Regions from separate parts of the Danio rerio genome. Here region 2 is linked to region 1. A link is a contact called in public Hi-C data. All regions are on one chromosome and are shown on one strand. Each heading gives the region's core, a stretch centred on a gene start, on an enhancer-like site or on the middle of the called end of the contact. The rest is flanking DNA. Distances are from core to core; before and after follow the strand shown.

What was found. Hi-C and Micro-C count contacts between places; a contact is called where the count stands out from the background.
Region 2: a contact with region 1 is called in a Hi-C map of hematopoietic stem cells, with 6 times the contacts expected there. The contact joins the enhancer-like site here to the promoter of si:ch211-152p11.4 in region 1. A contact is called at or near these places in 5 of 18 Hi-C or Micro-C datasets (caudal fin, embryo, hematopoietic stem cells and 1 more) and 1 of 4 datasets of contacts at active chromatin or transcription factors (caudal fin).

The regions. Positions count from the first base shown.
Region 1 is chr19:29,955,918-29,961,871 of GRCz12tu, forward strand. It overlaps si:ch211-152p11.4, which reads right to left and starts at 3,334. Exons shown (of 6, transcript XM_697904.11): 1 at 3,149-3,334; 2 at 1,470-1,959. The coding sequence starts at 1,913.
Region 2 is chr19:30,223,464-30,229,278 of GRCz12tu, forward strand. It overlaps tent4a (terminal nucleotidyltransferase 4A), which reads right to left. Exons shown (of 13, transcript XM_680973.9): 12 at 5,792-5,815; 13 at 1-2,300. The coding sequence ends at 2,154. Among named protein-coding and RNA genes, the nearest start is that of tent4a, 23 kb to the right of the region's middle. Within about 2 kb of position 2,113, at least 4 of the 62 cell types and tissues checked have an H3K27ac peak or open chromatin away from gene starts, as enhancers often do.

The sequences.
Region 1 (5,954 bases), core at 2,084-4,583:
GACATTTAAGGGTTATGTGATAGTTTTGGCATCAGTTCGAGTGGGTGGACAAAGATAAATGAGGAAGGTTTTGCACACACAAGTGTTTTCTAGACATTATTTGTCATGAAATATACATTATAGTGGTTCAATTCCTGGAATATTTGTACATTAAAAAATAAATTATTTGTTGCAAATGTCTTGGAAATCAGCTAAATAAATTGTATTAAATAAATGAATTTAATTCAAATTTACTAGTTGCATTTAAAAGTTTGGGGTCAGTAATATTTTGTTCAAACATTTAGTTCAGCAAGGACACATAAAAATGACAGTAATATATATATATATATATATATATATATATATATATATATATATATATATATATATATATATATATATATATTTTTTTTTTTATATATATATATATATATATATATATATATATACAGAGTTGAAGTCAGAATTATAAACCACTCTGAATTATTAGCCCCGTTTTTTTCCCCAATTTCTGTTTAACGAAGAGCTTATTTTTTCAACACATTTCTAAACATAATAATTTTAATAACTCATAACAACTTCTAACAACTGTTTTATTTTATTTTTGCAATGATGACAGTAATTAATATTTGACTAGATATTTTTAAGACACTTCTATAAAACTTAAAGTGACATTTAAAGGCTTAACAACTAGGTTAATTAGATTAAATAGGCAGGTTAGGTAATTAGGCAAGTTACTGTATGACGATGGTTTGTTCTGTAGACTATTGGAAAAAATATAGCTTAAAGGGGCTAATAATATTAACCTTAAAATGGTTATAAAAAAATTTTTAAACTACTTTTATTACTACCGAAGTAAAACAAATAAAAGTTTCTCCAAAAGAAAAAATATTGTCAGACATACTGTGAAAATTTACTTGCTCTGTTAAACATCATTTGGGAAAAAAAATTCAAAGAAAAAAATAATTCAAAGGGGGGCTAATAATTCTGATTTCAACTGTATGCTGTTAATTTCCAGAGAAATTGTTATTTTCAACTTCTATTTGTCAAACACTTAAATATGGACAAACCCAACCATTGTGTTATAAAGGGAAGTTTTGAAATTAGAAGTTTCAAAATGGACTTAGTGAAAAAAATGTTTCTTGAGAACCAAATCAGCATGTTAGTATGATTTCTGAAAGTGTGTATGGCACTAAAGATTCAAGAGACGATGCTAAAATTGATCATACTAATAACTTACTTTTTTTTTAAATACTTAAATTTAAAAGTTACTTTAGTAGCAATAAAATTGCACAATATTGGTGTTTTACTGCATTTCTGACCAAACAAACGTAGCCTTTGTCAGTATTAAAACATCAAACTGCAGTAGAAGAAAACATTTTATAGTCACCTTATCATCATGTGAACTGAACTATTTAAATGGTCATATCAAAGATTGAATGATTATTACAATTCAATGAACTTCATTAACTAAAAGCATTAGAACTCACCTGTCCAAACAAACTTTTAATGTGTAATTTAGCAGCTGCCAGCTTGGAGTGAGCTTGCAGCCGGTGATGAGGAGTTTCTTCGGATTTCTCTTTGGATGGGAAAGAGCCAGGAAGAGTGCAACACTTCTCCACACTCTCACTGCTGCCTTTGGCATTGGAAGTGAGCTGGCTGTCACTGTAGGCTTTAAAACTCTCATTAAGATTCGTAACTCTCAGTAGATCAGAGTCCTTATCCAAGCCAACCAGATTTTCCACACTAAAACTGTGTTCTCGGATCAGCCCACCCTTTCCTGCACTCTTTGACTTTGCATCTGGGGTGCAAGGGTAGGATGCTGAAGCCCCGTCCATCTCATCCTCTGAGCTGCCTGGGCGATCATCTCTATCCACCTGCTCCCATCCATCCAGCTCTACTAATGTACCCACTGAACTGGACTTACGAAGCATTTTGATGGGTTCCAAAACACAGATTGATAAGGAAAATGACAGAGGCCTGCAGAAAGGACAACAGAACAGACAAAAATAAATAAAAATATTTACAGCATCAGGCATCACTATGGCGCAGTGGGTAACACGATCGCCTCACAGCAAGAAGGTCGCTGGTTCGAGCCCCAACTGGGTCAGTTGGCATTTCTGTGTGGGGTGTGCATGTTCTCCCTGTGTTTGCGAGGGTTTCCTCCGGGTGCTCCGGTTGCCCCCACAGTCCAAAGACATGCACTATAGGTGAATTGAATAAGCTAAATTGGCCGTAGTGTTTCCCAGAGTTGGGTTGCAGCTGGAAGGACATCAGCTGCGTAAAACATATGCTGGATAAGTTGGCGGTTCATGCCGCTGTGGCGACCCCAGGTTAATAAAGGGACTAAGCCAAAAAGAAATTAAATGAATGAATATTCAGCATCTTTTGCTGTCTATGTGTCAATACCAAACAAACTACATCTAGCTCAGACAGACTGACAAATTCAAATAAAATGAACTTAAGGTCTGTTCTATGAAAGAACTTTAACATCTATGGAAGCTTTTCATTGAACAAAAATGGAAAAGAGTAAATAAGTTTAAAGGGAAAGGGAGGAGGGGTCTTTAAATTATGTATAAATGTATAAATAATACATTCTTCACTAAAGTAAAGGTTAAGAACTGTTAATTGAAAGGTAAAACTACAGATAGATAAGATTAATAAATAAATGAAAAAGTACTTCATACTGTGGACTACTATACTATGTTTCCTGCTGACTTCTCATGTAAAAGAATTATTATCTCTTTGCCATATCATTGTCTAATTTAGCGTAAAATCTCGTAAGACGTTTCCTCAGATTGCTTCAGAGATACTGTTTGTTTTTGAAACCTACTTAGTCTGTTAACCTTGTTAAAAAGTTAAAATGTAACTTACGTTTTTTGCTTTACTTTTGTTAGAAACGTGTCAACTGAAGACTCTGAAGTCAAGAATGAAGGAAACACTTGAGAGAAAGAGGAAAAACAGGCACGACGCGTCAAAACACAAATCTCAATTTATAATCAACAAACGTCTCTACATAGTGAGCGCGCGAAATCGTTGATTTTAAAAAGAGATCTCTAGATTGACGCGTCGCGATTCTATTGCAGATTGTAAACAACAACAGTAACAACACAAAAAAACGTGAAACATGAGCACTGCAAAACAGCTGACATATGTCATATAAGCATACCTTATGGAAGATCGTTTTTCTCGCCTGTGACAGACCCCAACAGGTTTAGTATATCCGAGTGATTCGGAGTCGGTTTGTCTGTTTACACAGAGCGGTTCGATCCAAAGCGAGTGGGCTGAACGGAGCGAGACTTCGTGCGACCGTCTAAAATCACGTCTTGCTTGTCCCTCTTTTCATTTTACTCCTGAATGACAAAAGCAACGCCTATTTTCTTTCTGTCACACCCATAGTTCAGTCTGGACTTGCCCTTCCTACATAGAAAGACGAGTAGCATATAATAATGACACTGAAAGCGCTGTTGAGTTTAACACGAGAACTGTTACTGTACTTGACGTCAAAATACCACAGTTACTACAAACATTGTAATGACGCTGTGGAAACTGGTTAGTCATCACGTGTCAGATATTAAACAAAATTGCAGGAGGATTACTGTTTGAGGATGATAAAAGATTGACACCTTATTGTTTTACAGCAGTAACAATAGCTGTAGTAGGCTACGTAATTATAATTTGGAGTAAACCTCTGTTACTATGGTACAGTTTTACAAGGCGCATTCAGAACATCCGTTTACTGTCTCCATTGATATTAATAGTACATTTTTGCCCATTTCTTTTGTAAATGACAAAATTAATACTATAATACGTTTTACGTGAATTCCTGCTCTCCGCTTGAGATAAATTATGATTAACAGGTGTTTGTGGCGATTGCTCTCGAAGAGCGCCCTCTACAGACCATGCATGCATAGGACAATGGATACTCAGTTGATTGATGAGATTTATCCTTTTAATCTTTTTAAACGAATTAAGTAGGCCTAAATGAAATAATATATTCGCTAAACCGGCATTTATGAAATCCAAGAGCCATTTTATTTGTGACTTTATAAGAAGTTGGATTCCTGGACGTCTGCAAATCCATGTTTGTCCGGTAGATGGAGCGGTTACACAACACATGTTTTTATAGCAAGTTCTTTTAGCGCAGGGAAAATGTGAATGTGAAATTAATCATATTAAAGAAGCAGTTATTAGATTGAATATTAGTACTAGTATAGATTGTAGTTTTTAGTCACATTTTTAAAATGATTAGGCAACCATCTAAAAATGTTATTTTTATAATAGCAACATTTTTTTACTATCATAAAAGTTAACTTATCATAGAATGTGTATACACTCACCGGGCACTATATTAGGTACACCTTACTAGTAACGGGTTCGACCCCCTTTTGCCTTTAAAACTGTCTAAATCCCTTGTGACATAGATTCAACGAGATACTGTAAATATTCCTCTGAGATTTTGGTCTATATTGACATGTTAGCATCATGCAGTTGCTGCAGATTTGCCGGCTGCACATCCATGATGTGAATCTCCCGTTCCACCACATCCCAAAGGTGCTCTATTATATTGGAATCTGGTGACTGTGGAGACCATCTGAGCACAGTGAACTCATTGTCATGTTTAAGACACCAGTCTGAGATGATTCGTGCTTTATGACATGACGCGTTATCCTACTGGAAGTATAGCCATCAGAAGATAGATACACTGTGTTATATGGACAGACAATGTCAGCAACAATACTTAGGTAGGCTGTGGCATTGATAATGCTCAAACGGAACTAATGGGCCCAAAGTGTGCAAAGAAAACATCCCTCACACCATTACACCACCACCATCAGCCTGAACCATTAATACAAGGCAGGATGTATCCATGCTTTCATGCTGTTGACGGCAAATTCTGAGCCCACCATCCAAATGTTCCAGCAAAATCGAGACTCAGCAGACCAGGCAACACTTTTCCAGTTTTCTATTGTCAAATTTTGGATGAGCCTGTGTAAATTGTAGCCTCAGTTTCCTATTCTTAGCTGACAAGAGTGGTACCTGGTGTGGTTTTCTGCTGCTGTAGCCCATCTACCTCAAGGTTTGATGTGTTGTGCATTCAGAGATCCTCTTCTGTATACCTCGGTTATAACGAGTGGTTATTTGCGCTATTGTTGCCTTTCTAAGAGCTTGAACTAGTCTGACCATTCTCCTCTGACCTCTGACATTAACAAGGCATTTGCGCCTACAGAACTGTGACTCACTGGATATTTTCTTTTTTTTTCAAACCATTCTCTGTAAATCCTAGAGATGGTTGTGAGTGAAAATCCCAGTAAATCAGCAGTTTCTAAAATACCCAGACCAGCCAGTCTGAGTCTGGCACCAACAAACATGCCACGTTCAGTCACTTAATCACCATTCGTCCCCATTCTGATGCTCGATTTGAACTTGAAGCATAAATGCATTGAGTTGCTGCCATGTGATTAGCTGATTAACAATTTGCACTTACGAGCAGTTGGACAAGTGTACCTAATAAAGTGGCCGGTGAGTGTATAAAGGCAACATAATTGGCTTCTATCTGCAGTTAAAATTGATTTTTAATTAGTTGAAAAATTGATGTAAATTAAAAAGTTATATTCAGTACTATACATGTTCAGTTTGGTTCTGTACAACTGCACATTAATGCTCCATGATGAACCTTTAAGAACCAAATAAACTTCCCATTCTGCCAAATATTTTATATAGTACAAATGGGGTTGTTTAACATCAAAATATTCAATATATTTAGAAAAAAAATGGTTCTTTGTGTATGCCCTCTGCATGTCTTTCCATGAATCATTACATAAAGCCCCTCAATACCCTACAGAGTCAGACCCCCCTCTCAGTACTACAACCATAAAACACACACACACACGCACGCACGCACGCACGCACACACATATATATATATATATATATATATATATATATATATATATATATATATATATATATAT
Region 2 (5,815 bases), core at 863-3,362, 270 kb after region 1:
AAACAATTCCTCCGTCTGACCTCTTGGATGCTGGGTGGCCACAATGAAGTCTTTAAGTATAATTGTCAAGTTCAGAGTGCTTTTGGCCACTGTGACATAACAGACGTCAGCAAAAAAAAAAAAAGGGGGGGTACATTTAAAATCCATCATTGATATTCAATGAGGAGTCTCACACTGTATCTATCAGTACATCACCACAAAGGTCAAACCATCACAGAGTGAAACACCTTTCCACACACACCTCCGCAGGAAAAGCAGAGCCATTTCCATTCAGACAAATCGAAGGAGGGGAAGAGTTGCCTCAACGTCTGACCCATTCGCAAAAGATGCTGGTTCTATCTAAAAGCAGAAACTGCTATTAGAGTTACATTTGCTCTATTGCATTGATAGGCAGGCGAGTCAAAGAGTTACAAGGACAATTCGTATATAGTCTTAGACTTCGTAAAGCACGTCACGCAAGTTTGTGGCCATCAAAGTCCTCCAATAAGGAGCGCAAGTCATGGTTGTAGTGTTGGAACAGTAGTAAATGTAGTCCGGTTGATCTCAAATAGGGAATATTAACTCCAGACAAGACGTCCGGTTGCTTTTCCCTCCATTAAAACGGACTGAACTTGCAAACAGGAACTGTTCACATGTACCTCTACGCGTCGCTCTCAGATCGGGATGGTCTTGACAAGATTTACAAGCAAAACGGCTGTCATGAGGGACGCAGGAAGAGAGATCCTCAACTTCACTTGCATAGTAACAATATAACCTGTATGCCTGTGACGTTCTGAGCAACAGCAATACAGTTTTAGTGTGCCATATACAAAAACAAAATATACAATACATACAGTACAGCAATAGGTCATTACCAAAAAGGCATATATTAGCGCAAGTACCTGGCAATAAATGCACGTCAAGATTCCAGAAAGGAATCAAAATAAATTCCCTTTCTCCGCCATGTCTGATTCGGGTGCCCGTTCAAAAGTCGAAAGGTCCGATTAGGGCACCTTGCATAAAGCTGCACTGATCTGGAGTTCGCTCGCACGTTCATTAGAGCCTCCCTAAAATTGTGTCTCACCCTTACCTACTGCGATTTAAAACGGACACATACACATATAAACGAATGCGCATTTAGACTTTTCTGATGTCACGAGTCCAACGCCACACAACAACAACAACCTTAAAGACAGACGACTGAACGAGACAAATAAAAGCAATGGCTCCTGATGTGGGAACACAAAGTGGGAAATGGCGACACCTGTAGGCAGAGTGTCTTTTTGTTTGCGAGATCTACACTGGCCGCTTTTAACTCGCGCTTCAATCAGGTGCAATTTATGCTGCGAAAAAGGGGGAAGAGGGAATATAAACTCTCACTAAACAGTTTTAAAACAGACTTTTCCCTTAAGGAGCCTGTCTGACAGGATCTGTAAACGATGAGCAAAATTAAAAACGTTACAAAAATAAAAACATTTGTACAAAAACAAACAAAAAAAAAGAAAGTCAGACAAAGAAATCAAATTTAAATACGTTTCCAGAGAGAACAAAAGAAAACTATTGCACAAAAAAAACAAAGTAAAGTTTGCGTGAGGTGTACAGTCAATACGGTGGAAGTCTCTGGAAGCATCTCGAGTGCAGGATTTGAAGCCAGCGTCTCACACACACACACACATACATACATACATACATGCATACATACCATACATACATACCATACACATACACATACATCCTCACCCAACACCACAAACAAAACAAACAAACAAACTTGTAATCCACTGAATCAAGTTCGTCCAGCATGTGAAGGGTGTCCCGTTTTGACTGAAAATCTGAAAACACACTCACAAAAAAAAAAAAAAAAAAAAAAAGGAACGTTTCACCTGCCAACCTGGAAGTTGTAGAGTAGATGCCCGAAAAAACAGTTCCTGTTCTCGAAGCTTCCTCAGGAAGATTGCACAGGTCAAAAAAAGTGTCAACATTTACATGCACAGATTCAGTGGCAGACTGAACTACTTAGCACCACCAATCACCACAACTACTGAAGGAGGAGCTGGGTTCAAACGCTGGTCTGTCTGCGCTCTCGGCATCAGTAGGAGGGCTCAATGAGTTCTCATCGGGTTAGGATGGGACCAGATGGGTGGGAAAGGAAGCGAGTGGAGGGGAAAGTGTCTTTATCTGCTGACGCTGGCCGGCAAACTGTCCCTCTTCCTGCGGCGCCACGTGTTGCGGTTGTACTGAATGTGGCCTCGGTTGGAAAGGACAGGACTGTGCACCACGGCGGGATTGTGGAAGCCCTTTAGAGGGAACTTGGGACCTGCCTGAAGAAGAGAAGACAAAACAGGACAGCTTAGGACGATGCTAGGATCCTGAGAAAGAGGCATTGCCATTTAGTATTATAAAGGTGCAGTAGGTGATTGACTTAAGAAAAATGTTTGTAAGCCGATAACTCCCATAATTCTGATAAGTAGCTCAAACTGCGTCAACAAATGTAGATTTGTACTTTTGAGCAGCCGTTGAGAGAGAGACAGAGACAGAGAGACAGAGAGAGAGAGAGAGAGAGAGAGAGAGAGAGAGAGAGAGAGAGAGAGAGAGAGAGAGAGGGAGAGAGAGGATACCATTTTTGCACGCTGGAGGAAGAATGACACCATGGCTGAAGTATTTCTTTTAGACAGGTAATGTTATGTTTTAAAACTATTTTAGTCACAGAAAACTCTTCAAAGAGCACTGAATCACCAAGAGGCGACACTCTAGTTTTGGAAAACAGCCACTAGATGGTGTGATGGTCATTTTGGACTGAAAATTCCAATAGGACAACAGCATATTTTAAGTCTGTAAAATAAACTACTAAAAGTGCTAATGATTGTGATAATGTTGTTGTTGTAGTGTTGTATTGTCATCTTTCATGTTGTATCTCAGCTTTATTGCGCTTTATAAATAAATAAAAAACAAAGTAACTGCTTGCCATGGCGACAGCAATCAGATCCAATGGACGGCCGATCGCTTTCACTCCGAAATGGCAGAATCCAGGGCTGTTGCTGGGCGCTGCTGTTGCAATGGAACATTCTATTAAGTGTCGCCTCCTGGTCATTCTAAGCTCTTTGAGCTAATGTAGATTGTGTTGTTGAAATGAATGGGTTATATGCACGGAAGTGTTGTTCAGCCACTGAAATCTTCCAGCAAAAGATTTATGTGACTATTTTTTTCATAAGAGACCTTTTACAACATTAATAATGTAGATTTTTATTTAGTTTAATGGCAAAACATAAGTAAATAGCACTGTTCCTGAGGTGAAGTTGGTTTTATTTTCACATTGGTTAATTTAACATTGACAACCTGACCTATATTGTTTACCATGCTACTTTGAATATCCAGTCTAAAATAGCATGCAAGTATGGCTTAGTAATGTGTAATTCCTGCATCCAGCCAGCCAAGCACGAAGCATACAGTAGTCGCTTTAGAACAAAGCATGTGAGAGAGTGAGACCAGCGATCCTTGCATGACATTAAATATTGCACATTAAGTTTTGCTTGCTACACAAATAAAAACGTGCTAGATATGATACGGTATTTTGTTCGAAATTGTAGTATTATAAAGTAAGTTTTATAACTGGCAAATTATATGGCTTATGGGGTTATCTACTGTCATCTTTAAGGTGCGAGTTCATGATAATAAGAATCATGGCTTTGGACGGCAGGAGTGGGACAGTGTTTTAGATATTATGCTAACCGTTAGGCATTTTGGCAGATCACCTACTGCACCTTTAAATATGTAAAAAGTTTAAGTAAACGCACAACCATTTAAAAGTCAGTAGACTGTCTTTGTAAGGCTTTACAACAATGTTTACACTGTAAACAAGCTAAGAACAATGCTTCTAGATCATTCAATAATCTATGACAGTTTTTTTTTTACTTGTATTAATCAAATGTTACCTGGTAATATAATAGGCCTGTCCTGACCTCACATCAACTGAATTACATTAGGATTCATATGAAAAGGTAAATACTGATTGCTCATTAAACCATTAAGTAAGGTATACTAATAGAATCCTATTGTAAAGATTTTTTAAACGGGATGCATTTAAATGGTGAATATAGTGATAGTAAGGAAATGTGAAAGATTTCTTCAATTGTTTTTAATAAATGCACCATGGAAATTTGTTTTTCCAACAAATCAAAATCACTCAACTGTTCAATGTCAAAATGGACTAACTATTGAGAATTATATGGATTATTAAATTAACATTAGAGTGATTGTTTTTTGCATAAATTGCATTACACTAAAGATATACATTTTTTGCAGTTTATCATTTTTCAAGCAGTATTGGTAAGCCTAATAGTTGGTGGATAAAGCATCAAGCGTGAGTGATTTAAATGTTAAATTAATGCAAAGATGCAAATAGATTAGGCACATTTGACACACGAATCCCTTGAGTTAAAATAAAAAAATAAAAATCTGAATTACCAACCAATCAGAACCTTGGTCTAGATTGGGCATAATTATGATGTAGCACCTATTGTTGGCATCCCGAGGGGAAATCTTCCTGCTGACATGAGACAAGAGCTCATTAAACTGGGCCCAGCTCAGTTGACAGTACCGCTTGAAAAGCTTCCATCACCCAGGTATGGTTTCTGGAGTTGCTTATTAACTCAAAGAGCTGGGTGTACTGCAGGAAAGGAAAGAGTGGACTGAATGAATCCAGGGCACGACAATAAGGACAACCAGACGGCCTGGAGTGAGCGTGCAAGATGCTCGGGACAGTAGACAGGATCATAACTGGCCAGATCGATTATTATCGGCATTGTTATGTCAATTCTCACACGTGTTTCGTTGTGAGACATAATTTTTGGACTGAGACAAAGTTGTCTCCAATTCTTCCTATTTTAAAGTCATGCAGTTTGAAACCCCCTGTTTAAGATCCATCTTGCGGTGTAAACACTGGAACGACTGAACGCTTACCCCAGATAGTCATCCACTGTGAAAACACCCGTGACATGACTACTTTGAAATTCATGCAGTCTGAACTCGGCATTAGTGCGGTTCGCTTGGCATATGTGAATCCCGCAATTGCGCTCAGATTCGAGATCGCCTAAATGAGGTGGTCTCGACTTGAATGAAAAACTTTAGAGCAGATCGACTGTAGTGAGATCAGGCCATTAAAAAATCCTTTGTGTTAAACCCTGGAATCTCCACTGTTTTGCAGCATTTCTAAAGCAGTTACTTGCTAAATAAAATCCATGTTAGTCATTCAGCATCAGATTTGATGTGTACATTAAGTAAACTTATAATATTCACGCATCTATTTACATGCAAACAGTGGGATTTATTCGCACAAACCACGAGGTCCGAATGTTTAAATCATACTATGAGTCAAAAAAAAAAAAAAATCTAAATTTAACCTTGATGATTAATGGGAAGGAAAAAAACTGACTACAAGTAACTCTTTAAACACCAAATGTGCTAAAAAAAAACTAAAAAAAAACACTTAATTTAACTTTAGCTTACTCACTATGGTACTTTCTATAAATCAGTTTTAAATTAGATGTTTTTTTCTACAATATAGTTGATAGAGATATATTTTTGATACAGAGCTAGAGCACATTATTAAAAGGAGACCTTATTACTACAGTAGTGCCAGTATTAACAACAATCTGCCAGCAGCAGTTCACTTATTGGCCACTAATGTCTCTAAAATCCAGCACTCACATAAAATGCACATTTTTACTATGAAGTCTTGATGAAGCAGGGGAGGTTGGGTTCACTATCATGACACTCACAGCATGAAGAGGAGAGCAGACACAGGACAGCCTACCTTGGGATGGTGAAGGGGACTGGG